Regions from separate parts of the Mus musculus genome. Here all the other regions are linked to region 3. A link is a contact called in public HiChIP or PLAC-seq and promoter capture Hi-C data. All regions are on one chromosome and are shown on one strand. Each heading gives the region's core, a stretch centred on a gene start, on an enhancer-like site or on the middle of the called end of the contact. The rest is flanking DNA. Distances are from core to core; before and after follow the strand shown. Region 1 has its middle 70 kb from the start of Gm30713. Region 2 has its middle 110 kb from the start of Gm30713. Region 3 holds the start of Ntpcr (nucleoside-triphosphatase, cancer-related). Region 4 overlaps Sipa1l2 (signal-induced proliferation-associated 1 like 2). Region 5 has its middle 17 kb from the start of Gm30713.

Region 1 (5,468 bases), core at 1,439-3,938, 420 kb before region 3:
GGTGGGTGCTAGTGCCTGGCTGGCTTTCTCCTCATCATTGGGTCCAGGACTCTAGGCCATGGGATAGTACTGCCTGTGTTCAGGAATGAGTCTCCCCTTACCCAGTCAATTCTCTCAGGAAACACCCTCACAGGCACCCCAAGTGGCACGTCTCCTAGGTGATTCTAAATCCAGTCAAGATGACAATGGAGACTAAGCATCACCGAGCCTTCTCCAGTAGCTAAAAGAAACAAGATGGGAGGCAAGAATTTCACTTTGTGGAAAAATAATGATTTTAAAGCACCAGGCAAGTGAACCATGCCTGCAGTCCCAGGACTCAGATGGCTGATGCGCACAGGTTCATGGTTCCAGACTAGTCTAGGCAACTTACAGGAGGGAGGGAAAGGAGGGAGAAGGGAGAAGGAGGAGGAGGAGGAGGAGGAGGAGGAGGAGGAGGAGGAGGAGGAAGAAGAGGAGGAGGAAGAGGGAGAGACAGAGACACAGAGAGAAAGACAGAGAGAGACAGAGACAGAGGGGTACACGTGTTGTACTGGCTAGTTTTGTGTGTCAATTTGACACAAGCTGGAGAAAGGAGCCTCCCTTGAGGAAATGCCTCTATTAGATCCAGCTGTAAGGTATTGATCAAGTGGGGGCGGAGGGCCCAGCCCATTGTGTGTGGTACCACCCTGGGCTGGTGGTTCTGGGTTCTAGAAGAAAGTAAGTTGAGCAAGCCAGGAGAACTAAGCCAGTAAGTAACATCCCTCCATGGCCTCTGCATCAGCTTCTGCTTCCTGACCTGCTTGAGTTCCAGTCCTGAATTCCTTTGCTGATGCACAGCAATGTGGAAATGTAAGCTGAAAAAAAACCCTTTCCTCCCCAACTTGCTTCTTGGTCATGATGCTTTGTGCAGGAAAAGAAACCCCGACTAAGACACCTGCCAAACACCTCATTTCCTTTTGGTAGGCCCTCTCCCCAGAACAGCACCACCAACTGGAGACCAAGTGTTCAAAATTACATGAACCCGTGGCGGACATTGCACATTCAAAACACAGTACACGACATTAGTGTTAAGCTCAAACAGAAACCAAAGGAAACTTCTCTGACTTCATGGTTGCTACACACAGTGAATTCTGTAAACTCAACATCTTAACTATATGTTAGGATAATCCCAAGCCAGATTCCCATAGGGCAATTATAACCAACCCAAAGTTAAAAACATTGCTTTTCCGTGTTCTGAGAAGGTCTCTGCGTTTGCTTATAATGATGAAGTGCAGCCAACGGCCTTGAGAAGAGGTTAGTTGGGAAATTCAGAACTGGGCTAAGGGGCTGGGCAGGCTCAGATTGCTGCAGGAACTGTAGCCAAATCTTTGAGGATGGAGTTCTCCCTTCCAATGCTGTCCAGAGCAGGCTGACCAGGTCTCCCCAGGCCTGGGGAAAACAAGGGTGCAACAAGAAAAGCAGCTGGAGGAGGAGCAACCACACGTCTGGTCACTTCTCAGAGATTTCCACAGCTCCTTCTCTATCCTTCTCTGAGCCTAATGACAGAAACCCAGGGCTTGAAGAATGAGTCTGGTATCTCAGCCATTTCAAGCCTATCATTAATTTCCTGTCCAGACTGATTAGTGGTCCTGCCTTCCTGTCCCCTATCTCTCTCCTCTGGTGCATGGGTAAAGACTGCTCCATTCTTCTCACCCGTCTCACCAGCTTTATCTTGACAAGTGCCGTGTGTCTCTGTTCAGTTCATTGTTCTTTTCTCTGCCGCCAGCCTTCAGCCTGCATCTCCCTTACCAGGAAATCCACACAGATCGCTGCCCAGATCTATTGTGTGACTCTTCCTGGGGAGAGGTGAAAAACAAACAAACAAACATCTATTCACCCCCTGATGGGGTACCGACAACAGTCGGAAGAAGCTATTTCATCCTAGTCTAGCTTTGTGAAGCAATAGTTTATTGCTTACTTATGCCAGTAAGGCTAAAGATTACAGGAACACCGTGACTGAGACACAGGTACATCTCTGAAAAGCCCATCCCAGAATGGATACAATGTATGCAAGCTCCACTGAGCTCCCTAGCTAGCTGTCAGCTCCACTAGCGGCTCCCTTTCCCTAAGCAACCATTGGCTGCTTTTGTAGCACAAGGGAGGGGCTTTGTGTATCTTGCAACTTTCTTGGACACTGTAAATTTCTCAGCTGGGCGTGGTGGCACCCGGCTTTAATCCCAGCACTTGGGAGGCAGAGGCAGGCGGATTTCTGAGTTCCAGGCCAGCCTGGTCTACAAAGTGAGTTCCGGGACAGCCAGGGCTACACAGAGAAACCCTGTCTAGAAAAACAAAAACAAAAACAAAAAACAAACAAACAAAAAAATCTCTGGCTTCCTGAGTCTTCTGAGCTAGTCTCTCTTCTTGATTTGGGAGCAACAGCAACACGGGAGGACTTTCCAAGACCTGAATGTTCTCTGGTTAGCAAGATTGTAGAGCTTCTAACTGGGTTAGTCCGGTGCTGGAGTCCGGTGCTGGTCTTCCACATAGGCCTTGGTTTCTTCCTCTGCTAGCTTCAGAGTAGCTCCCTTAAAAAGTGTTTGGTATTTATTCCAAAAAGGCTGGTTGGGGAGGGAGGCCTCCTGGAGCAATGAGCTGTGGACAGGGCATAGGCAAAGGTCTTGGCAGAGTTAAGGCAAAGTGTGTCTTCCCTTTGTATTTGTGAGCCAAATTAGCCAGAGAGGATACACAAGAGACACTGGTACTCTTCCAGATTCTCCCTTACAGAACAAACTCTAAAGAGAGGGAGGAGGGGGAACAGATGGGTGACAAACGGCCATGTCGAAGACTCCCTGAGCTCAGAAGCAGTGTGGGGTCTTCAGTTTTGCCTTTGGCAAGGCATTGATTCCACACAATGTTGCCAGGACAGCTGGCATTTGTGAAAGGCTTCTGTGCGGGGCACTGCACAGCCTTGTTTTGTTCTCTCAGCAGCTTCATTGGGAGGTGAGGGCTTCGGTCAAGGTCACACTGGGCTGGAGGAAATGGTATCTACTGATCTGAGGACCTTGCCCTAGGACTCAGGACCAGAGGGAACAATCGAGCCAGCCCCACAGCAGACTGCCTGACTCCAAACCCCTGCACCCCACCACTAGTCCCTAGCCACCTTAAACTGTGGGCCCCATCCATCAAGGAAAGAGCAAACCAATGTTGTATCTTTGACATGTGCTATTGTGACCTTATACCCAGCATCAGCACCACTTTATGCCTGTAGAGAATAAGTGTCTTGGATTCTGAGGCTGGGGAAATGGCTCAGATGGTAGACACAAGGACTTGAGTTCAGTCTCCAGAATCCAAGTAAAACAGGTTTGTTTGTGGTGGTGCCGTTATAACCTCAGTGGTGGGGAGGTGAAGACAGGATTCCGGGGGTGCACTCTGTGCTCCTGGTGGTAGGGAAGAGTGAGCACCCTCCCTTTGGGATACACTGTAGCTCTTTCAGAAAGCTGTATCTAGATGTCATGTCTCAGAGGCCCTTCTGGGAGTACAGCACTACTCTCAGGAGGCCTTGGCACTGGAGAGGGCAGAACCCTTGCCTTTCTTCTGTCCTACCTATGTCCTTACAGGGTGCTGTCAGGTTCTAGGGCTCTGTGGTTTCAGATACCTTGAGTCCCAATTACTGGGACTATTGATGCTGGTTAGCTGGAGCTAAGAAATTAGCGGTGATTAAGAAAAGACCAGCATCATTGAGGTGACATCTTCTGGGAAGTGTTTTCTGAAAGCACAAAGAGGCTGTGTTCCAGAGATGGCCAAGGTTGTACTCCTGCTGCAGTGGGACTTGGTAATATGTAAGGGTCACCCAGGTGGTACTGGTTTTGAAGGCATGAAGGGGTCACGCAAAGCAGCTGAGGCTCGGCACTGTGAGAGGCCATGGAAGGCCATTGGTGAAGGTGCAGCCTCAGTTGCAATTGAAGGCCCAGGACTGAAGGGGTCATGCAGTGTTTTGGAGATGCCAGTACCATGAGATGACCACCAAGAGCAGCAGCAGCAGTGGAGTACAGGCATCTGGAGCCTAGAGGATGACTCGTGTGCTACACAGGGCATGGCTGGAGAAGTGACCCAAGCCCTTGGAGGAGCCCAGAAGATCGTGAGTTGGATCCCAGACATTGGACGGTTAGAGATTGACTTTTGCTTTTGATTGTGACTGTGCCCTGATATTTTCCCTGTTGAAGGAAGAAACTGTTTTAGTGGAGCCCACAGTTAAAGAGACTTTTAATTGTAAAAAGACTTTGAATTTTAAGAGATTGAAATTTTAAGAATATGTAAAGACTGTGGGACTTTTAAAGTTATTTAGATCTTGATACCATTGACCACTAGAAGGCTTGCTTTTCTATGAACCGGCTAGCTAGGACTGAAGGGGAGGGGTCCTTCCACATGGATGGAAAGCCCTGGGAAGGTAAGGGGTGCCAGGACTTCAGCTGGCATGCCAATAGCGGAGGTTGACAATGACCAGGTGGGACTATGTATGTGTTCACAGGGAAATAAAACCCAGAGCCATCAACTTCTGTGAGGTCAAAAGGCTGTGTTTGTCTAGCTTGGCAAGGTAGGGAGCTGGTTGAGGAGCCAGGGCCATCTGGACTGGCTCAGTGTGCGGTGCCTGTCCCTGAGAGTACATCAGGATGTAAGGGAGGCAGGCGGTCATAGAGTATGCCAGCAAATCTTGGAAGGTGTCATTCATAAAATATTGAATGGCCAAGGAGGTGGCACACAGGCCACATGGTAGTGACAGGTTCTAGGGGGGAACTGGATGGAAGGGGACCTCCATTCATTCCTGACTCATCCGGCTCGGGCTGGATGCCCGTGGACTCTAGTCGTTGTGGACATGAGCCATGAAGCCAATCCAACAATCTGAGAGCAGAAGCAAGCTCTGGCCAGGGATGGCTACTCTGTGAAGTAGCTTACATGCCAAGCTCTGGGCTGGGATGGTCACTTCGTGAACCATAAGCATTCTTTGCGGCAATGTTCTGTGTTACTTCGGGACAACATTCAGTGGATTCTCAGCCAAAAGCAGAATGATAGAGAGACTTTAATCCTACAGACATTTTCAGGGGCTTCTAAACTTGTTGAAGACATTGGGTTCATAGCATGATCTTACAGGGAGGGGGGCAAGTGACAGGCAGGAGACAGGAGCTGGTGTCAATTCTATGAAGAAAGGTACATCCTTGGGTTTTGCAGACTGTCCACCATATAGGAGACAGCCACAGATTTATGAGTGCAGACTCCATGCAAAGTCATAGCCCTATGGAAACATCCCTGAGGCACCACCTATCTTCTCTGCAGATATCCCTCTGATACTGATCTCCTTGCTCCAGAGCCTTCCAAAGCACTTCTCAGTGTGTCCTGTGCAGCTCCAGCTAGAAGAACAGTGGTCAAAGGCACCTAGACTCCTAAGTCCCCAGTTTCCTTGAAGATAGCTTCCTCTTGACACCTTTCTTGCAGTCTGACATTAGGACCAACGA
Region 2 (5,153 bases), core at 1,430-3,929, 460 kb before region 3:
CTACTCTTCCAAAGGTCCTGAGTTCAAATCCCAGTAACCACATGATGGCTCACAACCATCTGTACAGTTACAGTGTACTCATATACATAAAATAAATGAATAAATCTTTAAAAGAAGTCAGACTCTGAAAGGTGGACATCACACTTTTTTTCAATGACTTTATACAGGTCCATAAACCAGCTGCATTTATATAGAGATAGATAAGTTCATCAAAGTACATGATGTACTTGAAAGAAATTTTATGAGTCTCAGTACTACTGGCCACTCGCAAAAGCCAAGTTATGGTATCAACCTAGGCATCCATCAAGGAATATATATATATATATATATATATATATATATATATATTTATCTTTCTAAATCAATGGCCAGAATATAAGACTCAAAACCCTTTGCTACAGAAAACATTCTGTTGGCTGCTGTTCATCATCTGTATTCACACCATCTCTGGCTCTCTGCTCGAGGTGTTCCGAATCACTCAGTTTCTCAGTGGTCTATCCGTTGTCTCATGGCCTCTGTTCCCAGCTGTGCCATCCACTTAGGATCCTGATATACATGTAGCTAAGTCAGGCTTCTTCATCAAGAGTGCCCAGAAAGGAAAACAAGCAAAGAAATGGATTCTTTATAGTTTTCTGCAATCAACTCTGGCTTCTCCTGGAACTAGAATACATTTGAAGAGGCTAAAATGAGAAATGAGGAACTTGGTGGGGGGGGGAGAAGAATTCCTCCCCACAGGTGAGCAGAGCCCAAGCAAAGTTAGATTCGGGAAGATCTTAGCATCTCAGTGAATCACACAGCACCCACAGCAAAGCCTGAGTATAGAGAGGGGCTGCCTTCAGACCTAAGGCGAAGGCTTTTCAGTTTGATAGGCATCCCTTGGGCTCCTATGAAGTGTTGAGTGCTGGAGTTACAGGAATACAAATGCCGACAGAGCCACGGCAATTACAGCTGTGTGCATGGTCTCTGTGCTCTCCACTCTGGACTTTCAACTGCTTCAGATAAAGAGACATGGCTCTGTGCTACAAGACCCTGTCCTGTACTTTATTGATTATCCTTCATCTGAACTGGATTTAGGTGTGCTCAGGAGAAACACCTGTGTTGTGTGTCGGAGAGTGTTTCCAGAGAGGTTTAACTGGAATAGGGAGACGAGTCTGGGGGGCCTGGCCTGAATGAAAAGGGAGAAAAGAAGAAAGTGAGCTGATCATCTCTCTCTCTCTCTCTCTCTCTCTCTCTCTCTCTCTCTCTGCTTCCTGACTATATAAATACAACAGGACAGCCACCAGGCACCCCTTTGCACTACTAACGAGGGCTGTGGATCTAAATTTCAAGAATAGTTCCTATGGCAGGGGTTGGGGGGGTGGGGTGGGGGGGTGGGACTCATTCATCAGGACTCATCCTGGCTCGACTGTCGTAGTCACAAGAAGTTAACATCCTTCCTAAACTTCACACAGTGTCCCCAGCTTTGTCCAGCTGTGTCACTATAGTCCATACATGAGTTACGTCTCTCTGTTTTCTTGTTATTTGTGATTGGTCCAGACTAGTCTCAACCTCCCTCGGCTTCCCCAGTGCTGAGATTACAGGTGTGTATCACCATGACCGTCTTGACACACTTTAGAGAGCCCCAGTTTGCCTTCCTGTTGCTGTGATAAGACGCTGACCAAGAGGAATTTGGGTGGGGTGGGGTTATTGCATCGTACAGGCAAAGTCCATTGTCTGTCAGGGAAGCCATGGTAGGGACGCCATGCAGGAACCTGGAGGCAGAAGCTGAAGCAGACACGCAAGCCTGCAGGTCAATCTGAGGGAGGCAAGTCTTCAATTGACATTTCTTCTTCCCAGTTGTGGAAGTTCTTGGTCAAGTTGACAAAAACTAACCAGTACACACACAGACATACACAGAGAGAGAGACAGACAGACAGATGCACACATGACATGTTACCTTATCTAAAATATGAAAAATATAACTCTAAATACACCCACAGAGTATACTCATCAACAACATCAAAATTCAAGGATTGTTCACATAGTTATACCAGTTCCATGGAAGCACATTTAGCCACCACGTTTGAAAATAGCTTGCAGGCTGGAATGTCTAACTTACAAACCCTTCTGGCTAGGCTCAGTGATGTTGACATTGCACTGCTTGTCATCAGCTAAAGCTATGAACTTCCATCCTTTCAAAGTTAATGCAGTTTCTTCCATCCTATAAGCATTGATTGGTCAAGTCTGGCTTTGTTTTGGGAGCTGGGGTTTAACCTTGAGCAAAGCTTTGCTCCCATAGAAATATCCACTAAGATAAAAACAACAGCAACAATGTGTCTGCAGTGCTGTGAGTGGGCTCAACAGTTCACACACACAGTAAAGACAGCGACTTCTCCTCTTCCAGAATCTATCAAAGGCCAGTAGCTCAGCCGCAGAGTCAGGTCTATGAGCCCCTTTGCCTTCCATGACTAATTATTGCTGGGCCAGTCTTGTGTGGGACCAGCACAAGAGGCCACAGTTCTTAAAAGTTAGCGACTGCATTGAGTCTGGAGGATACAATGTAACTGAGCTTCTAGCACTGTCTCTAAGCGGCTGCTGCAGTTCCCAGAGAGTGCTGTTCTCGCTGAGCCTGGCTGTCCTTTCCAGTTCTCCTTCAACCTTCTCCTGTGGCTCGCACCTGCTCTGCTCTATTCTGACTCTCCCTCCTCAGAGCCAACCAGCTGTCCACACCAGGTGTGGCTTGGGGAACTCATGGACCCAAGGAGGTTTACATGACTCACAGATATGTGTGGGGGTTTATCTGGCCCTGTTTAGGGAGGAGGAGGGGAGGGCTAAGGTGGCTCCATGTCCCAGATGTCCCAGCCTGCTGTGACCTCTGTCCCTGAATCCTTCGATGCACTGCTCTGTCTTCAGCAGCACACCACAGGGGAAGGGACAAAGCACAGGGGCTGGGAGACACAGCATCTGCTTTAGGTTTGACGGTCAGGAGGGAGCTAGCATTGTTCACCTAGTACTTGGGAGCCTAGCACCTCAGATAGGTGCTCCCCCCCCCAGCCCACTCATGCAAAGCATTGTGTACATAAGGATACACAGAAGTCTCTTTGAAAATGTGAAGACTCCGTTAGATATATATAAGGCAGTCTGTGATCGGGAAAGGTTTCCATGCCCTGTTAGTCATTTCGTGTGAACACACATCACACACACCAAGCTCAAAAAGGTACTTCCAACTAGGAAATATTTAACAATTCACTTATGTTTTCTGTGGTTGCTATTCTGAGTTTTTAGTTCTGAATGCCAGGTTCCCCTCTCCTCCTGCCTATCCCCCTTTTCCTCCACTTGGAATATGTTCTTTCCTTAAGCATTGTTTTTTCTAACCCTCATGATTGATTTACTCTTCCGGTACCAGAAACAATGGGTAGGGCTAGGCCTTTGGAATATCCGCCCTGTGCTAGCACGTTGCTCCAATGCAAAGAGAAACAGGGAGTCAAATGAAGAAAGAACGCGCCTAGTGATAAGACACTGAACTCACGACTGTGGTTCCCTGGGAGCTCTGCCGGCTTAATCTTCACAGCTAAGAAGCATGGAACGGTCTGAAACCAAGTCTGAAGACAAATCCTTCCTTTACACTGCTTCTCACGCGTAATTATCACAGCAGTGAAAAGCCTCACACATTCACAAACAACCAACATGATTATCAGCTCAGACAATCACAACACCACCCCACCCCGGAAAGGTTAAGGGAACAAGAAACACCAGCTCAGAGCATGGAAGGCTGGGCTGTCACTCTTGGCACATCTGCCTAATCACGCCTAATCACATACCCTGCCTTTCTTATCACTCTTAATCCTATAGTGTGACCATAAGTCCAAAGAGCAGGTGCTACTGTGTTTGTGTCTGCATTGTTTTGAATAGATCAAAGCCGCAAGTAGGGGTGGGAATACAGCTGAGAGGAGAGACTGTTTGCCTTATGTGCACCAGGCCCTGGGTTCACTCTCAAGTCCTATAAAAAGACAAAAATCATTGAGGGTAGAAAATATGCACAGCAGTATGGAGGAATTTCACCGACATACTGTTGACTGAGCAGGGTGATTTATGCTACAAGACTCCTTGTCTACACCAAGCTTGGAATTAGTCAAATCCAGTGTAAGGAGAATCTCTTGCGCTGCATGGAAGCATCACCCGTCAATCAAAAAGCCTATGGCCAATAAGCTGAGGCAGGAAATAGGAGGTGGGACTTCCAGCAGAGAGAGAGAGAGAGAGAGAGAGAGTGAGTCAGAGAGAGAGAAATTCTGGGAAGTAGTCAGGTGACAGAGATTTGCCCTGAACTCTGAGGAAGAGACAGATGCATAAACCTGAGAAGAGGTAACTAAAGCAACGGAAGAACGTAGTCTAGAATAAACTGGATTATTGAGATATGAGCTAGGCAAAGAACAGAGCCAAAGCTTATGGCCTGAGCATTTATTCACAAAGGATTAAGTATCAGAGTTGTTATTTGGGGGAACTTGGATACAGCTCCATTTAAAAGTTAATATCTGTCGGGTGTGGTGGCACATGCCTTTAATCCCAGCACTTGGGAGGTAAAGGCAGACAGATTTCTGAGTTTGAAGCCAGCCTGGTCTACAGAGTGAGTTCCAAGATAGCCAGGGCTGCACAGAGAAACCCTGTCTCGAAAAACAAAAAACAAAAAACAAACAAACAAAATAAGAAGTTAATATCTACAATCCAGCATGTGTGGTAGGAGCTGGAAAACAGGTCACGTCTATGCTCAGGAGAGATTAATGGCCGCACACTTAGAATTCAGGCACCTTTCTAGAGGAGCATTATACTTCAATTAAAACCTTATTCAAAGGAAGCTTTACCATGGTGAACCCTCCTCCTTGTTTTCATCTCGGAATTGATGAGCAATCAGCTAGGTCATCATCAAACAAACCCAGAATTCTCCATCTGCCTCTCCTCTCAGGAGTGTGCCCCCCCCCCCCGCGCCTCAATTGCTTCTATGCATGAATGATATTTTTAAGTATTTCATTCACATTTGATGACAAGGTCCCCACTTTTAAATGTTTACATCCAAACTTCTGCTAGAGCATGGTATGGAAAGAATCTTAACTGAGTTTGTTCCCCCAATGAGTGATGACAAACTTGCTAATCTAGTTCATAACTAGCTACGCCCCACC
Region 3 (5,481 bases), core at 535-3,034:
TCCCAACACTGAGGAAGCTGAGGCAGGAGAAGCTTGAGCTAACCTGGGCTACAGAAAAGATCCTGTCTTAAAAAGAGAGAAGGAGAGGAAGAGGGAGAGTGCCCAAGGCCAAGCAGATCGATGTAGACATTTTCTTTGTTTCCTCCGGTATTGATTCTCTATGTCGATTCTGTCTCTGAGCTACCGAAAACAACCCAACTCCCAGAACGCCTTACAATTCCAGTCCCCTTGCCAGCGATGGAAAATTCTAGAGGGTTAATATTTAAAATGAATATTCTGGATACAAGAAGCACTTAGGATTCTATACATGTTGTCTCTCTGTGTAAGGTTCTCCCATGGGTTTGCTTTGCTTACATCAGCCATTCTCTGAGTCCATGCAGGTGCAAGATGCGGAAGGCAAGTTACCCATTGGGATAAGAAGTAATAATACTCCATTAGAGTAACACAGGGCTATAAACAACACTGAGATGACAGTGGCAGGTGTGGCTTGCCAATCTTTTTAGGTGATTTAAACAGCAGGAAACTGAGCTGTTAAACTGGCATATATTGCCTGCTGAAAGGAGTCCAAAAATGTGTGTGTGTGTGTGTGTGTGTGTGTGTGTGTGTGTGTGTGTGAATGTGTGTATGTATATTACATTCGCAAACCAATTAAAGGTAAGGATTCCTGGAAATGGCTTTCTCATCCAGAATGGAGGGTGACTGAGCACAAGCCCAACTGCACGCATGCTCGACTAGAAGGGTCTACAGGTACATCGCGGGCAAAAGCCACTGCCACTTCATTTGCTGGTGGAATGAGTCTCGAGGCTAACTGAGGTAAGGATCCACTTTCTCTGGGTAAGGCAGTTGTGGGTTGATAGACAAGTGTGGAGGTATGGAGCAGAGATGAGGGATTCGGTGCATGGCTGGGGATAGGAAGTCCGCCTGCATCAGAGGTCTGCAACGTGGGCAAGCTTGAAAACCTCCTGCAAACAGGTTCAAGTTCTCCGGACCAATGCCAGTTACTCCAGTCTAAAGGAGGCCATCGCTTTGGGCCAAGCTGCTGTGTGAGCCCCTAGCAGTCCAGATCGGGCCAAAATGGAATCAAGGCACTATCACTAAGATGACCATCAAACTGGCTTTGAAAAAACTGTTTTGGGCTAGTTTCCCCCGAGCATGGGCGTCCCAGTCAGCTGAATGAAGTCAGTGAGGAAGTTCTTTTTCAGCAATGGAAGGGGAGAACTCTGCGGAGAGAAGCCTCGCTTTTGCTCTTGTTTCTGCTTTCCACAACTCTTTCTGCCGTTTCTGCCGCTCAGGTCAGGTCACTGGAAGCTCCTTCTACTTCCAGGTTGCAATAAAAAAGCTTAATCAGATCTTTAGACTCTTACTACCTTGTCTCAGATATTCATCTCGGGAGGTGGAGGCCAGGATAAATTGAGGTTAGCTGTTCTCCAGCTGACTGCTCCGCAGCCAAGTGAACATTGTACACGGAGTTCAAATCCCACCAACGGCTGCTCCTTCAAGGAGGGTTTCTATTGCTACATAGGAGCTCACTTGCAGCCTGAGGTGAGGGTCTCAGGGACAGAACTCAGATACTTAAGTAGCAACGGCCAAGTATCTGGAATTTCCACGAATGCATCCGTGCAGACACCTCACGTGAGTCTGGCACATAGGACTGTTCCCAGACCTTACAGCCAGCCACTGCCACATAGCACCAGGAGTAGGGAAGAATGCGCGTGCGCCTTGTGTGTCGGGAAGGGGGGGGGGGGAGCGTTGGAAACGCATGCGCGACCACGGGGCGGGGCGGTGCTTTCCCTGCCGACAGGGGCGTGGCCTTCAGCGTAAGGGGTGGAGCCTGGCCGCCCATTCTGACCCCCGACCGCCCCGCTCTGGACCACCCCGCACCCAGACCCCCACGCACATGTCGCGGCACGTGTTCCTCACCGGGCCTCCAGGTGACCCAGAGCCTGCGGGACTTGGCGGGGAGGTAGAGCGCCTGGACCTCTGTCCGGTCTCCGGCCTGGCTTGGTGTATCGCAACCCGGCGAGAGGGAAGGCCAGGAGGACTGGGGAGCACCGGTTACATGTCCCCAAGGACCGGTTGTCACCCGGGTCTCGCGCCACTGAGGCCCAGGTGTACTCTGTAGACTTTAGAGTCAGTTGAACAGGCAGAGGCTTTGGGGAGGAGCAGGGGGCCGCAGTTGGAGGCGCGCCGGCCTTGCACAGCATGCCCTGCATTTGAAATCAGGGTGCAGTTGGGTCCCCAGCTTCCTGCTGTAGGGTTCACCCGGAGCCATCATCAATACCTATGTTCATAAGAGGTTTAGTGAACACCGGACTCACAGGCTTTCCCCTCCTCCCCGAGGAGAACCTGGGAGTACTGTCAGTCCCGGATTTGCACCTCTACACCCCTGCCTCCTGTCTCAAGAGTTAGTAATGCTTCGCCCCTTGCGCTACAGGCCCCACTCCAGTGTGTCTCACTAACATCCCAAAGGGTTTGGCTTTCTAAGCCCCTCTCCAGCAAGTTAGCGAGACTTTTAAAAAGAAAGCACCCTTTGTCAGCACCACTGCCTCTCAGCCTCTTCCTAAATATTGACCAGCATCTGTAAGTCATCTCAGAGGGGGCTTTGCTCAGCTGGTTTTTTTTTTTTTTGGTTTGGTTTTTGAGACAGGGTTTCTCTGTGTAGCCCTGGCTGTCTTGGAACTCACTCTGTAGACCAGGCTGGCCCCAACTCAGAAATCCACCTGCCTCTGCCTACCAAGTGCTGGGATTAAAGGCATGGGCCACCACTGTCTGGCTTGCTCAGCTGTTTTTAACATAACAATCCCTGTGAGGAGATAGCCTCTGGGTCAAGAGCTCTTGGGCTGCTGTGTGTTGTCTGTTTGGAAATACGGATATATGGAGTTTGAAAGTTGCATTTATTTACGTATGTGAGTGTGTGCGCAGGTGTGGAGGTCAGAGGACAACTTTGAGGAGTTGGTTCTTGTTGCCCCATTGAGCCGTCTTGCTGGCCCATAAATATACTCCCCTCCCCTTATAATAAAAGTGCTGCCTGCTTGGTATGAGAGCTAAAGTGAAATGTTAAAGTGACAGGCTTTTTGTTGGTGGTGGGGTGTGTGTATGTGTGCAGTGTTTGGGATGTAAATAATAAAAGACAAAAAGCGGGGGTAGCCCCAGGGAACTCCACCCTCAGGAGCTAAGTGTGGGACCTTTGTTCCTTATTGTTCTAGGCCACAAACATCTGCTGTTGGCACATACATACTTTTGCTTAAAATCCATAAGGATTATGCTGCAACCCTCTGGCCCACCACCACTGACCCACCTTCACAGCCAGGCTTCATGCCCTATAAAGGCTTAACGACCTCCCCACACAGTACCATCTGCCTGATCAGACACAAGAGTGGCTGGAGGGATGCTTTAGATTTAAACCAGAACAGAGGGTAAATCTAGGAGTGAAGGAGGTCCCAGATATGTCCTGGGACTGCATTAGAAGTAAGTAAACTTCATGCCGCCGCCTGCCTCTGCTGGGGTGGAAAATCCCTCACACCTGGAGCAATCTGGCAGGCAGTGACATTTGCAGCCCGTCCTGTTTGCAGCTATTGCTTTTTTGCAGGCCAGATGGGCTTGACAAGGTAAAACTTCTTGACCCCTCTTCTTCCTTTGTCTCTTTCAGGGGTTGGCAAAACAACCTTGATCCAGAAAGCCATCGAGGTCCTGCAGTCCTCCGGGCTGCCCGTGGATGGATTTTACACACAAGAAGTCAGGCAGGAAGGGAAGAGGATAGGATTCGATGTCGTCACCCTGTCTGGTGCCCAGGGGCCTCTGTCCAGAGTTGGGTACTGGTGTTTTGTTTCTGCAGGGGTGGGGGTGGGGTGTCTCTAGCCTGGCCTCTGTACTTCTTGGGAACATTTCTTCTCTGTATGAGTGCATGTGGTCCATGGGTCTGTGCAGAGGCCAAACGGGGACATCTGATGTCCTGCTCTGTGGCTCTCTTCCCTGAGACAAGGAGTCTCCCAGTACCTGGAGTTCCATGGTGGCCAGCCCTGGAAGTGTCATGGGCAAGCCTCAATCACTAAGCTATACCCCCAGCTCTCTGTTTAATTTTAACCTTAGTTTTGATACAAGGTCTTGCTATGTATGGAACTCACAGAGATCCACCCGCCTTTGCTTCCTAGTACTAAGATGTGTGCACCACCATGCCCAGCAACCCCTTGCTTACTTTTTATTTTGAGAAAGTCTAAGTTGCCCAATGGCCCCTAAGCTTTTTGTTCTCTTGCCTTCACTTGCTTCAGCCTCCTGACTAGTTAGAACGATGACAGGAGACCTGCCACATTGGGCTCAGCTCTTGTGCTGTGGTGTGTGCACTCACTGGAGAGACCTCACTGTTAATACTGCATCTTAGCGAGGGTTTTACTGCTGTGAACAGACACCATGACCAAGACAACTCTTATGAGGACAACATCTAATTGGGGCTGGTTTATACATTCAGAGGTTCAGTCCATTATCATCAAGGTAGGAACATGGCAGCATCCAGGCAGGCATGGTGCAGGAGGAGCTGAGAGTTCTACCTCTTCATCTGATGGCTGCTAGCAGAATATTGGCTTCCAGGCAGCTAGGGTGAGGGTATAAAAGCCCACTCCCACAGTGACACACCTACACCAACAAGGCCACACCTCCAAATAGTGTCACTCCCTGGGCCAAACATATACAAACCATCACACACTGCAAGACTGAATTTGGCCAGAGTGGTGCTGACATTCAGAGAGGGCCTGGTTTCAGGAGAGAAACCACAGTGAGTCCAACCTTGTACACTCTCTCCTTTTATATGGGGATTGTTAAGGGTGTGTGCAGAGAGCAAGTGGGTCAGCAGAACAGACCAACCCCAGAAATCGGTGGGGAATCCTCCAGCAAACAGTGTCTTCTTTCAGGTCACAGCCTCTACCTGGAAAGCCCGAGTGTCGAGTGGGGCAGTATGTGGTGAACTTGGATTCTTTTGAGCAGTTGGCACTTCCTGTCCTAAGAAACGTGAGTGTATGTTTTCTGTCTTGAGAGACTGGCGGCCTCTGTGTATTGTGGGACTTGCTGGCCACTTGAACACAGTGGTTTTGTCCCTATAGTTAGGTTGTGTCTTATGGTTTAAAAAGTCTTCTAGCCACTGAACCTTGCTAAGGATAGGCAGTCCAATTGACTGTTGCCCTGAGCTGTCACATGCCCAGAGCATGTGTAAAATATTTCCTGTTAGGAAGGCTCTAATGCAGGTCTGTATCCCCGTGTTCTGGTGCCCAGAGCTTGCTTGAGTGTGCACCAAAGAACCTGTAAATAGTCTACACACTGCTCCATGTACACAGAGCCTACTGTCAGGGGGTACGTACCGCGTAGGTGGAGCCTGGAGCTCTACCCGAGGAGCTAGTCACTGCCTGCTAAGGACAGCCTCTGTCTTCAGAGGCCTGGGGATGCTATGGTCTGTATTAATGTGCTGGAATCCCACCCACTGAGCTCTCCTCT
Region 4 (5,549 bases), core at 1,506-4,005, 270 kb before region 3:
AAAAAATGTTTTCTGCATTGTAACACTTGTATGTGATACAACGGTTCCTGGTATCTACAGATAACGAAAGGTTATCTAAGAAGGCCACACCTAGTTGTCCACCATCTAGGCCACAGGTAACCAACCTGGCTGGCATGGGATGGCTGCCATGTTGCCCCTGCACTCCTGTTATCGAGCAGTAACAGCATCTATGTAAACTGTAAGATGGAACTGGCCAACAGGAGGGTGATGGTCTTACAAACTGCTGCACAATCTTTGTTATCAGGGAAAGGGGTACTGCTTCAGTTAACAAATCACTCACAAGAAAAACTGTGTAATAACACCGGGCAGACTAAAGGGACCCAACAGAGTGGAGACGAGGCTGACTTGTCAACAATGCAAGTGATTGGCAATTTCTGCCATTGAGTTGTTGGGAATTCTAGTGGAATGAATTGAACCAACCAACAGACAACTGCATGGATGGACAAGTGAACAGAGAATTAAGGAATAAACAAATGGATGCCAGAGAAAGAGAATGAGAGAGTGATGAAAACACGCAACCCGGCAATGGCTCTGGGATTATGGGCTTACCACGCTTAGAGCGCAGGTAATCACTGCACTGGCAGGCATGGCAGGCATGGCAGGACTGAGCATGTGTCAGGTGGCTGGGTGGCCGCTAGAGCTTCAAGTCCTGAACAGTTTCAACATTTCACACCAGGACTCATTAGAGGGTTGGTAAGACAGGAATAGATACAATAGCCATTTTACTATCTATACAAATAAAACAAATTAGAACTGTAATCTAAAATCTCATTTGAGTCCTCTCTCTCTCTCTCTCTCTCTTTCTCTCTCTCTCGTGTGTGTGTGTGTGTGTGTGTGTGTGTGTGTGCGCGCACACACACACACACACACACACACACACACACAAGCTGTTAAAACAGAATTTTCTTCCTGTTTCTCATTTCCCATTCTTCCCTCTTCCTGTACTTCAGGGAGTCAGGCGACAGACAAAGGCATGGTGCACGAAGCTTTAATTTTATAGAACACTGTGAGAACAATCAGTTTGGCTCTAGATAACCCATGGAAATCTCTGCTGCCCTGTGTCACATGGAAATGTGGACCCTTGTCAACAAAGCACAAAGAATCACAGGAGCCAGATGTACAGCCTGGAGTTTCATTTCCATTTTTATTGGACATATTTACTAAATTCGCAATGTGTGGCAAGTCATGCATGGCTCTGGAGAGTCATTACTTCTCAGACAGCGGCCTTTGAAGGATGCCTTTCCCCTAAAATGTCACTGACTGAATGCGAGGGTTAGGGGTGGGGCCTGATCTTTGAAAAACAGAAAAAGATCTTTAAATAGAACAAAACCAAAACCCAACAACTTTGTGTGTGTAAATGTGGGTGGGTGGATGCATGTGGGCCACGGTGCCCATATGAAAGTCACAGGACAACCCTGGGTGTCTATTCTCACGGTCCACCTTGAAACGGGGGTCGCTGATGCACAGCAGACTGGCAGGCCCTGAACTTCTGGGGCTTCCTAGCTCTGCCTCCCGTCTTGCCAGAGGAACGCTGGGCTTCCAACCTCCCAGGGCTGCTCTCCTGTGGGCCTAGGGATCTAAACTCAGGTCTGCATACTTCCTGGCAAGCCCTGCACCTACTTAGTAATCTCAGTCAGAAAGACCTTAATCAGGCAGCCCAGGGAGTGGCAGCACTTCCGGCCCAGTAGCCAGAATGAGCCCATTCCTCAGCTCATTTCCATTTGAAGAGTCATCCCCGGTGCTCCGGGTCGCTCCCGAGATGGGCTAGAATTTACTCAAGGGTCCTGGCCCAGCAGGAGATTCCTTAATGAGCTTCCCCCACCAACTCCATCAAGAAACCAAAAGTGGCCCTGGTTTCTTTCAACTGGGAGCAGGGTGGAGGCAGGCAGCTGGACTGTCCTTGAGGCTCAGAAATGACTTCAGAGCAGGCGTGGCTTTTGATTCACACAAACACACCAGCTCCACACAAGACTTCAGTCAACTCTGTAGTGAAGGGTGGAACCAGGCAGGCATCACTGACCTGAGGACAGCCAGAAGTGCCCATTAACCTGAAGGCCCCTCAGGCTGCAGGAGGAAGCAGATGGGTTCTCAAATTATTTCTCACTGATATCCTGTAAGAGTATTACTGAGCTAATCTATCTATCTATCAATCAACCTATCTATCTATCTATGAATGAATGAGGCACTTTCTCATTCAGAGAGGCACAGCACTGAGGTAAGATTCCTTATAATTAGCTAGTTTTGCCGTGTCTGTCACCCTCATAGAACTTGCACAGAGGCCCACTACATAGTAAAAAATCACACAGATGTGTGCACATGCACATAACTGCTCATTTAACTCCTTTCCTTCCTGACAGGCTCTAAGAGCCAATTTATGAAAGAAGATGGAGGTAATTTTCCACACCACAAATCAAATGTGATGTCAGAGCCTCAGGCAAATCCTGTATCCTTAACTATAGGACCATGAAACCAATGTAAGCTGCCCTTAAAGAGAGTTTTCAGTTTTATTTAAAAGGTTTATTATTTATTGGTGTGCATGTGCATGCATACGTAAGCTGGGAAAGCAGCTTGGTACTTGCCTAGCATTCCTGAGGCCTCTAGCAACATGCACACAGGAGCATGTGTGAGACACATACATGAACTCCCTCTTTCTAACATAACAGAGTACTACAGGGCCTGACTGTACTGGGGCATGGCTGGGACACCCAGAGCAGCACTTCCTGCATAGCTAAGAGCTGGTGTGACAGGGCTGCAGGCAGAGGACTTCTGACTACAGCACATACCATTCTCAGGGCCCATCCCCATCAGAAGTGAAAGTGAATCAGGAAGAATGAAAACACTAACTTTAAAAAAGCTCAATGGAGAGTCCTGCTTGATGTGTGCTGGGTTGGTTCCTTCCCCAGAGGTGAGAACAGAGAGAGGGCAGCTGAGCAATGTAAGGAGAAGACTGTGTGCTCTGGGAAGGGCATCAACAAAGGCGAAGTCTCTGAATAAATATCCTGGCTATTTTCAATTGCACTTAAAACAAAGAATTAATTATAGGCAGATCCAGGCAGATAAGAAAGCCTCTTTGGAGGAAAAACATGCTCTTGAGGAAAAGACAGCAGCAAAAACATCCACTCTGTAGTTTTGTTTATTTGTTTTAGCTGAAAAACAATTCAATATTCCTTAGGAAATTCTATTCTTTGAAATCATGTGCTCAAAATACCAGGCATAATGAGAATGTTACTATTTTTATTATCTAACGTTCTTAAAAGCTTCTAGAGTTTCTTACAGAGCAACAGCAGACCAAACCTATATCAGGTCTGGAAACGTTTTCACTCATCTCTGCAGTTGTCTTGTCTCCAGGAGAAACTGAAGACCTGACCCTTGCTGACAGAGGAGGCACACATCTGTATTCCCACCACAGATGCCCTTAAAAGTTGCTGTCAAAGACGTTCACTTACAGGCCACGTCAGCTTCTATTCTAGGAAGGCCGAGAGGAAGCTTAGCTCTTACTCAATTTGACTTTTGTTTTATGAAATAGTTTTTTATCTTCCATTGTGGCTTCTTTATCTTAAGTTTGGCTCATGGGGTCCTGGGACAAGGCGGTAGGGTCTAATGGGCAGAGTCTGGAAATGTGAGGTTATGAGAAACTCCTTGTGAGGGCTTTACAGGAGTCGGACCTTTAACACCAAGAAGGATTTCAGCTCTTTTTAAACCTTTATTTTATAAACCTATTGGCAAATGTAGGAAACATGGCCACTGAAAGACCAGGGGGCTAGGGCTGGAGCTCAAGGGTGGAGTCCACGCCTAGTGTGCACAAGGCCTCTGGTTCTATCCACAGCATCACAAAAACAAACCCACCAGGCTGGGAGCCAGTGCTAAGTAAGTTCAATCTAACAGACTTTACAAACTCTGGCATCTTAACCACCGAGACCAAGATGACACAGAGCGGAGTGGTTTGTTTTCTAAAAGATCCCCATTTAGGGATGAGCTCCCCAAAGGGGCGGCCATTAGAGCCACCTGTGGTTAATTAAGCTGATTTAATTAAAGTGAAAAATTCAGCCATGCTTCAAGTGTGTGGCAGCTGCATGCAGCTTGGGCATGGCACAGATGCGACCAGGCGTGTGCCCCTATGAGGGAGGAGAAAGGAGACCTTTGTGTCCTGAGTCCAGAAGGTAGATACAGCCAATGCACTGTCCTCATAAAAATGTCCCCTTTGATATGACAGGAATTTGTTGGGGAAGAGCAGCGGGGAGGGGCCTGGGAGGGAAAACTGCAGCTGCGATGTAATATATGAGAGAAGAATAAATTAATTAAAAAGTGACAGAAACTTGAGCGAATTTAAAGCAATCGTCTTTCCCCCTCAACTGAAATGTAGAGCAAACACTAATCATGCTGGTAAGTTCTGAGTACTCTGAGGGATCAGGGTCCCTGTGGTGCAGATGTGAAAGGAACTTTAGGACTCCTTCCTTCCCCATGACCACACAGCAGGGCCCTGACCTCAGCCTCCTGCATCCTCCCAGCAGGTAAACTCTGGGGCCTGCCTCATGACTAACCGGATGGAGACAGACACAAGCTGCATGGCCACCAGAGCCCACACACCTGTACTAAAAGAACCACACGAAAGTAAAACGTCAAGGTTTGAAACTCACCTATGACTCTCAGCAGTTCTTGCTGAGGATGCAGAGGTTGGACAGACCTAGTGGTGTCACCTTAAGGCTGAGTGCCACGACCATCTGTCTGCAGCAGACAGACAGACCACTCCCACACCTATGCCTGTCCCTTCCTACCACCTATGTGCAGATGCCCTGTCCCTGTTGGACACCTCTGAGGCTTCAGTGTGAGAACAGCATGGCCCCCAGAATCTGCCTACAGTCTCACATTGCTCCAGACAGGCCCTGCCTTGTTAGCTACTCATCCTGATTTGAGCTGTGCAGGCTGTGAAGGTTGTGCACACTCAGTCTCAATAGGTCAGGTGAGCCAAATGGACCCACCCCCTGGTCTTGGTGACTCAGTCTCACAGTCAATATCTGGTGTCACTCTTTAGCGCACCAATGGTGCATGCCACATGCTCATCTGAAACCCTTTAACTAGTGCGCCAATGGCTCAGGTGTCCACTGACAGCTCACCAGCTCTCTGAGGATCCTGCAGGCAGGCAGGAATGTCCCTGGTGACAGTGCACACTGCCCAGCCTCCTGGTCTTACCTGCGGGGAGAGCCATCCTCGTGGGGCTGGATGATAACTACTTTCACAGTCACAGATGTCCGCAGTAAGTCAATCATCTGCTCGTGGGTCAGCGTGGCCACAGCCACCTTGCAGATCTCCACAAGCCGGCTCCCTTGGCGAAGGCCTGCCTTCCAGGCAAAGCCGAAAGGTTCCACATCGGCAACAATTCCTTCAAAGTTCACATGGAAGCCAAGCTGACCCAGCCCGTTTCGTCTCAGGGTCATTTCCACAGTCTCGCAGCCTCTTGTTACTATCTGAGGGGAGGGAAGCTGTTAGGCAGGTTTGATCTTTCTCCCTGGATACCACAGATGGGATCC
Region 5 (5,423 bases), core at 659-3,158, 370 kb before region 3:
GCATCCGTTTATCCAGCTGTGGAGCAGGAGTCTGTGACGCTGCCTACATGCCACTTCTGTGAGAAGATGTGAATGATATCTGCAAAGGCCAGGCCCAATGCAAACCTTGGCAAGCATCCTTGGCTGTTGGAAAGTCATTGGCTTTCAAGGCTGATGCTGTAGGTGAATAAAGATCTAACAAGGGTGCAGGCCATGGAGGATAAGCAGAGGCCTCCACAGCCTCCTGAGGAGACCTGCTTTCCCATTCTGTTCTATCTGCATCTCCCTGCTGCAGTTCTAGGGGCCGCAATGCTCAGTAACGTTCCCCAGAGAGAGCTATGGCATTGTTCCTCTAGAGCCAAGCTAACCTCACCTGGAGTACTGAGAAGGAGGTCTGGCCATCTGCTCTGTCTTCAGAGAGGACCGAAGACAGTATGCAAGGGGAGGCATAGGTTCCAGGCCATATCTCTCCTGGAGAGCAAGCAGGTCATAAAAGGACAGTGCTGGGAGGTCAGGACACCCAGTTGTGGAGACCACTCAGCTGGCTATGTTGGGGTTTGTTGCATGTGCTCATACATGTGTACATGTGTGTGTGCACACGTTTGTGTGCATGCATGTACTTATGTGCCTTCCTTCCCCCTCTCTCCCTCCTTTTCTCTCTGTCTCTGTCTGTCTCTCTCCCTCTCCCTTTCTCTGTCTCTACCTCTGTCTCTCTCTTTCACACACTCACATACTCACAAACAGCTCAAGGGACACTCATAAGGACACGAGGTACGGGAGCTACAGACATCTATCTATGAGTCTCTGAGGCTGTGAGGTCATGAGGCAGGAGGAGTGCAGCCTCTCCCAACAGCAGCTCTGTAGTTTACTCTGGTGTGTAAATCTCAAATTCAGTGAGTAGTCAGCCAGGTAGGGGTGGGGGAACACATCAGCCTGCCAGCTCACAGGTGGCACTCCAGTGGTATCCTAAACCCTGTGCCCTACCCAGTCCCATCTGTGAGCCTGGCCCTTCCTCTCCCAGGTTGCCCTCTCACTCAGATCGACACAGCTTGACTCCTTCACCACCCGTGCTTGCTCTGCTTGTGTAAGGTCCCTCCTCAGACAGCCTCCTCCAGGCTGTGCCTCCCACCCTTGGTCTCTACAGGTCTCTTCATCCATCTAGTCTGTGTCTGCCTTCCTCAGACTGTGACACTCACAGAGCAGAAGCAGGTTCCCTTTGGCCTCTGCTTCTTTAGGGCAGAGCCAGATCTCCCCCTGTCCCCATGCTGGGGACAGATGAGGCATTGACTTCTGACCCACTGCTTTACTAGGTATTTAGGGAAGTCTCCAGTGTCGGGCAGGGATGGTCAAATCTGTAAGGCCTGGACACTTTGATTGAAACCCTCATCAGCAGGGCTGGGTCTGTTAAGGACTCAGGTTTTTCTATGACGAAATAGCGGAGGGTGGACTTATAAGAAGACAGGGTTATTTTGGCGCATGGTCTCCTCGCAGTCTCAAGGCAGGGAAGCCATGGCAGTGGGACCTTACAGCGAGCTTCTCACAGATGGCAGATGGGGAAGTAAGAGAGAAGCAGGTATGCACCCTGCCCCTCCTAAAGGCTCTACAAAGTCCCAAGACAGGGCCACCAGCTGGGGTCCAAATGTTCTAACATATGAATTTGTGGGAAACATCTCCATGTCCTGCAAGCACCTGCCGCCCCTCTGTCACTTTAGAAGGTTCTTTTGACCTTCAGTTCCAGCATTTGTCTGGAAAGGTCACTCCAGGGGGACTCTATTTCCAGCCCAGAGCTGGCTGCCAAGGAGGCTTTATTTATGGACTGTATTTTGATAGTGTTGGGGGTTTGCTGCCTCCGGGGATTTGGGTAGGGCTGGCCTGAGGCAAGCCAAACCTGGCTTCCCTCAGGTCCTCCGGGAGCCAAGCTTTAGCTTGGCTGAGGTCTGATAAGCCTTCAGGGCTGCCTTCTCTCCTTTCAGGACTGGACCCAGACCAGTTCACTTCCTGCTGGGCTGGGAACCCTTGAGGCCTCCCTCCAGGGAACTGCATTTCAGAGAGAGAGAGGGAAAGAGAGAGAGAGAGAGAGAGAGAGAGAGAGAGAGAGAGAGAGAGAGAGCCCTTCTTTCTCCTCCTCCACTCCTGGCTGTGCAGTTCAGACCTGGGTCTCTAAGGGCAAAACTCACACCCTGTGCTTGCTCACACTTGGCAGCCAGGCCAGTCCAAGAGGCCATTTGGCGTCAACTTGAGGAAGTCAGTCTCCAGGTAATGTGTGAGAAAGTCTGGAGGGTCCACTGCTGCCATCCAGGCCCCAGAGTAGAAGCAGCTCAGGACTCCAAGACCCTAGAAGCAGTAGGAACTGAGAGGAGCCACAGCTGTGGCTCTCAGTGAGCAGGAACGTCTTAGGGTTTCTAGTGCTGTGATCAAACACCTTGACCAAAGGAAACTGGAAGAGGAAAGGGTTTGATTCTGCTTATACTTGCGGGTAACTATCCATCACTGCATGGAGTCAGGCAGGAGTAAAGCAGGAACTTGGAGGCAGAAACTGAGACAGAAGCCACGGAGGAGTACTGCTATTGTCTTGTTCCTGGTGGTTCGTTTTGCCTTCTTTCTTTTCTTCTACCGTCCAGGATCCCCCGGGATGGGCCTATGCACATCACCCATTAATCAAGAAAAGGTGGCTCAGTGGGTAAGAGCACCCGACTGCTCTTCCGAAGGTCCAGAGTTCAAATCCCAGCAACCACATGGTGGCTCACAACCATCTGTAACGAGATCTGACACCCTCTTCTGAAGACAGCTACAGTGTACTTACATGTAATAAATAAATAAATCTTTAAAAAAAAAAAAAAAAAAGAAAAGAAAAGGTTCCACAGACCAATGGGAGTTGTGGGGGTGGGGAGGGCATTTTCTCACTTAAGGGTCCCTCTTCCCAGATGAGTCTTACCTGTCTCAAGTTGACATCAAAAACCAGCCAAGTCCCTGGGATCTCCGCAGAGCATGGGGAAGTCCCCAGGACGTACAGTGTCATAGCCTGTGGGAAAGCACTGCACAGCCATGTTTACTCCATGCCTCTCTATGGAGGACCAAGAAGGCCAGGGTCAAGGTTGCACTTCTGGGCCAGTTCTTCCTCATGGGTGCTTATGAAGGGGTTGGTGTGGAGTTGGGGGCAGACTGAGACCCAGAGGCACACATGGACTGACAGACGGACATGTCTCCGGTGCCTTAGAGGGCACTTTACTTCTCTGTTGTCCCTAACCCACTGGGACTAAGAAAGAACTTATTCCCAGCCCTCCCTCCGCTGGCAGGAAAGGCAACCCGCCAGGCCTTTCTCCTTCTATTAAACAAAGGAACTTGCACATGAAGGGCTCCCAGGAGACTGACTTAATCCCCAGCCAACTCTGGAGGGCTGTGACCTTGAGAATTATGGGCCTTCTGGAGCTGGCTGCCTGGGGTGTTCAGCTGAGTCACTGTAAGACCTAAACCTATGCATGCCCCTACCCCTGTCCCAGCTTGACGGCACCTCCTCCCACCCCTCAAGTCCCCATCCCCTTTAGTGCCCTATGCAGGGATCAGTGAGTTACAGCAGAAAGCGCTTCCCCTCCCCCAGCCAAGAGCCAGAGCGATTCATTCGGATTGTAAGTCTCATGGAAGTGAGGAAAATAAACAGCCTATCAATAATAAATGGAATGGGAAGTAGAAGCAAGCATGTCCTCAAGGTAGAGCCAGGGAGACAAGCCAACCAATTTTCTTTCAGTCACCCTCACGGCCCTTGATGGCAGGAGGATGGTAGTTCTGGAATGTTCCTCATCAGCTAGAGTCCCAGAACTACAGCCTGAAAATGTCTTGGGGGGAAATGCAGAGCTGCCCCAAGTTTATAAACTTTGTCTGGCTAAGAGAAAGTGAGCCGGAGAAGGAACGATTAAAAACAAACACTAGCTGCTTGCCACTGTAGCGTTCCAAGTCCCCCAAGGCCCGGCTGCACATTTACAAATAATCTCCGTGGCCTGATTTGAGACAGAGCTTTTCTTCTGTTGACTTTTTTTTTTTTCTTTTTGGAAGTGTTGGGGATGAATCCAGGCAATACAGGTCACCCAAATTCTATGTTCCGACACGATAACCACTGCATAAAGTTGTTTTTTTTTTTTTTAAGATTTATTTATTTATTTTATGTAAGTACACTGTAGCTGTCTTCAGACACACCAGAAGAGGGCATCAGATCTCATTATGGATGGTTGTGAGCCACCATGTGGTTGCTGGGACTTGAACTCAGGACCTCTGGAAGAGCAGTCAGTGCTCTTAACCTCTGAGCCATCTCTCCAGCCCGCATAAAGTTTTTATGGTAACTGAATAAAGTCGTACATCCAAATACATTGGTTGATAGAAACATCAGAGCTGGTTACGGCACTATGGGGAAAGCTTTTCTATATATAGGTCGCAGATGCTATCGGACAACATTCCTAGCTTTGGGGTTGGCAGAGCTAGAGGTCTGTACATTCCAAAAGATTTACCCAATGGTCACTGTGCTGGATAGCTCTATGTCAACTTGACCCAAGCTGGAGCCATCCTCTAGAAGGGAACCTCAGTTAAGAAATGTCTCCATCAGATCCAGCTGTAGGGCATTTTCTTAATCAGCCATTGCTATGGGAAGGGCCAGTTCATCGTGTGTGGTGCCATCCCTGGGCTGGTGGTCCTGAGTTCTACAAGAAAGCAGGCTGATCAAGCCAGAGGGAACAAGGGAGTCAGCAGCACCCTCCACGGCCTGTGCCTCTGCTCCTGCCTCCAGGTTCCAGCCCTGCTTGAGTGCCTGTTGCAACTTCCATTAGTGATGGACCGTGAGATGACCGTGTAAGGCAAATAAACCCTTCCCCTCCAACTTGCTTTTGGTCGTGGTGTTTCCTCATATTGGTGACCCTGACTAGGACCGTCACAAAAGATGTTAGATCAAGTACAGAGGAGCACAACAAGTCAGGGGCCAAGGATTCCTCAAGATAATTTACCTCTAGAATGCCCACATCCCAACCTCTGCACCACTGAAGTGCTAATCAGCCAATCAGCTTTAGTGGGCATGACTTCTTTCTTTCTTTCTTTCACACCACTCTGGAGGAAAATACTCATGCTGAGAGTGGATAATGATGCAGGTGACCCTGTGCCCAGCTTCACGTTTGGGCAGGCTTTGTGCTGTTTCCTAAAGTCTCCTGGCAGACTGCTCCCTTACAGAGAGAGGTTACATTGTCATGTGTCAGGTGTGAGCACTGGGTATGTTACACCATCACAGGTCAGGTGTGAGCACTGGGTATGTTACACCATCACATGTCAGGTGTGAACACTGGGTATGTTACACTGCCACAGGTCAGGTGTGAGCACTGGGTATGGTACACCATCACAGGTCAGGTGTGAGCACTGAGTATGTTACACCATCACATGTCAGGTGTGAGCACTGGGTATGTTACACC

The links. Promoter capture Hi-C pulls out the DNA fragments that hold promoters and counts their contacts. HiChIP or PLAC-seq counts read pairs in DNA pulled down with a chosen protein or histone mark.
Region 1: a contact with region 3 is called in a promoter capture Hi-C map of liver, with 2.2 times the contacts expected there. The contact joins the enhancer-like site here to the promoter of Ntpcr in region 3. A contact is called at or near these places in 9 of 39 promoter capture datasets (HPC-7-derived erythroid cells, cranial neural crest, embryonic stem cells and 4 more), 2 of 484 Hi-C or Micro-C datasets (embryonic stem cells and pre-B cells), 2 of 115 datasets of contacts at active chromatin or transcription factors (both in embryonic stem cells) and 4 of 9 other capture datasets (adipose tissue, embryonic stem cells, liver and 1 more).
Region 2: an H3K27ac HiChIP or PLAC-seq map of extraembryonic endoderm stem cells shows a contact between it and region 3, with 5 times the contacts expected there. The contact joins the enhancer-like site here to the promoter of Ntpcr in region 3. A contact is called at or near these places in 7 of 39 promoter capture datasets (3T3-L1-derived adipocytes, cranial neural crest, embryonic stem cells and 2 more), 4 of 115 datasets of contacts at active chromatin or transcription factors (astrocytes, embryonic stem cells, extraembryonic endoderm stem cells and 1 more) and 5 of 9 other capture datasets (adipose tissue, embryonic stem cells, liver and 2 more).
Region 4: a promoter capture Hi-C map of macrophages shows a contact between it and region 3, with 5 read pairs. The contact joins the enhancer-like site here to the promoter of Ntpcr in region 3. A contact is called at or near these places in 5 of 39 promoter capture datasets (the 3T3-L1 cell line, hippocampal neurons, macrophages and 1 more), 3 of 484 Hi-C or Micro-C datasets (CD8 T cells, embryonic stem cells and trophoblast stem cells), 2 of 115 datasets of contacts at active chromatin or transcription factors (memory CD8 T cells and microglia) and 4 of 9 other capture datasets (adipose tissue, embryonic stem cells, liver and 1 more).
Region 5: a promoter capture Hi-C map of stem cell-derived epiblast-like cells shows a contact between it and region 3, with 2.1 times the contacts expected there. The contact joins the enhancer-like site here to the promoter of Ntpcr in region 3. A contact is called at or near these places in 5 of 39 promoter capture datasets (the 3T3-L1 cell line, 3T3-L1-derived adipocytes, embryonic stem cells and 2 more), 1 of 115 datasets of contacts at active chromatin or transcription factors (embryonic stem cells) and 3 of 9 other capture datasets (adipose tissue, embryonic stem cells and pancreatic islet).

What each region holds. Positions count from the first base shown.
Region 1 is chr8:125,313,098-125,318,565 of GRCm38.p6, forward strand. No RefSeq gene overlaps it. Among named protein-coding and RNA genes, the nearest start is that of Gm30713, 70 kb to the right of the region's middle. Within about 2 kb of position 2,689, at least 20 of the 459 cell types and tissues checked have an H3K27ac peak or open chromatin away from gene starts, as enhancers often do. A contact at or near this core is called in adipose tissue and liver, where this site is marked.
Region 2 is chr8:125,268,867-125,274,019 of GRCm38.p6, forward strand. No RefSeq gene overlaps it. Among named protein-coding and RNA genes, the nearest start is that of Gm30713, 110 kb to the right of the region's middle. Within about 2 kb of position 2,680, at least 28 of the 459 cell types and tissues checked have an H3K27ac peak or open chromatin away from gene starts, as enhancers often do. A contact at or near this core is called in extraembryonic endoderm stem cells, where this site is marked.
Region 3 is chr8:125,732,419-125,737,899 of GRCm38.p6, forward strand. It overlaps Ntpcr (nucleoside-triphosphatase, cancer-related), which reads left to right and starts at 1,785. Exons shown (of 5, transcript NM_025636.5): 1 at 1,785-1,931; 2 at 3,650-3,812; 3 at 4,905-5,001. The coding sequence starts at 1,898.
Region 4 is chr8:125,458,941-125,464,489 of GRCm38.p6, forward strand. It overlaps Sipa1l2 (signal-induced proliferation-associated 1 like 2), which reads right to left. Exons shown (of 22, transcript NM_001357372.1): 10 at 5,212-5,486. Among named protein-coding and RNA genes, the nearest start is that of 4930566D17Rik, 61 kb to the right of the region's middle. Within about 2 kb of position 2,756, at least 97 of the 459 cell types and tissues checked have an H3K27ac peak or open chromatin away from gene starts, as enhancers often do. A contact at or near this core is called in CD8 T cells, adipose tissue, embryonic stem cells and 2 more, where this site is marked.
Region 5 is chr8:125,366,658-125,372,080 of GRCm38.p6, forward strand. No RefSeq gene overlaps it. Among named protein-coding and RNA genes, the nearest start is that of Gm30713, 17 kb to the right of the region's middle. Within about 2 kb of position 1,909, at least 38 of the 459 cell types and tissues checked have an H3K27ac peak or open chromatin away from gene starts, as enhancers often do. A contact at or near this core is called in stem cell-derived epiblast-like cells, where this site is marked.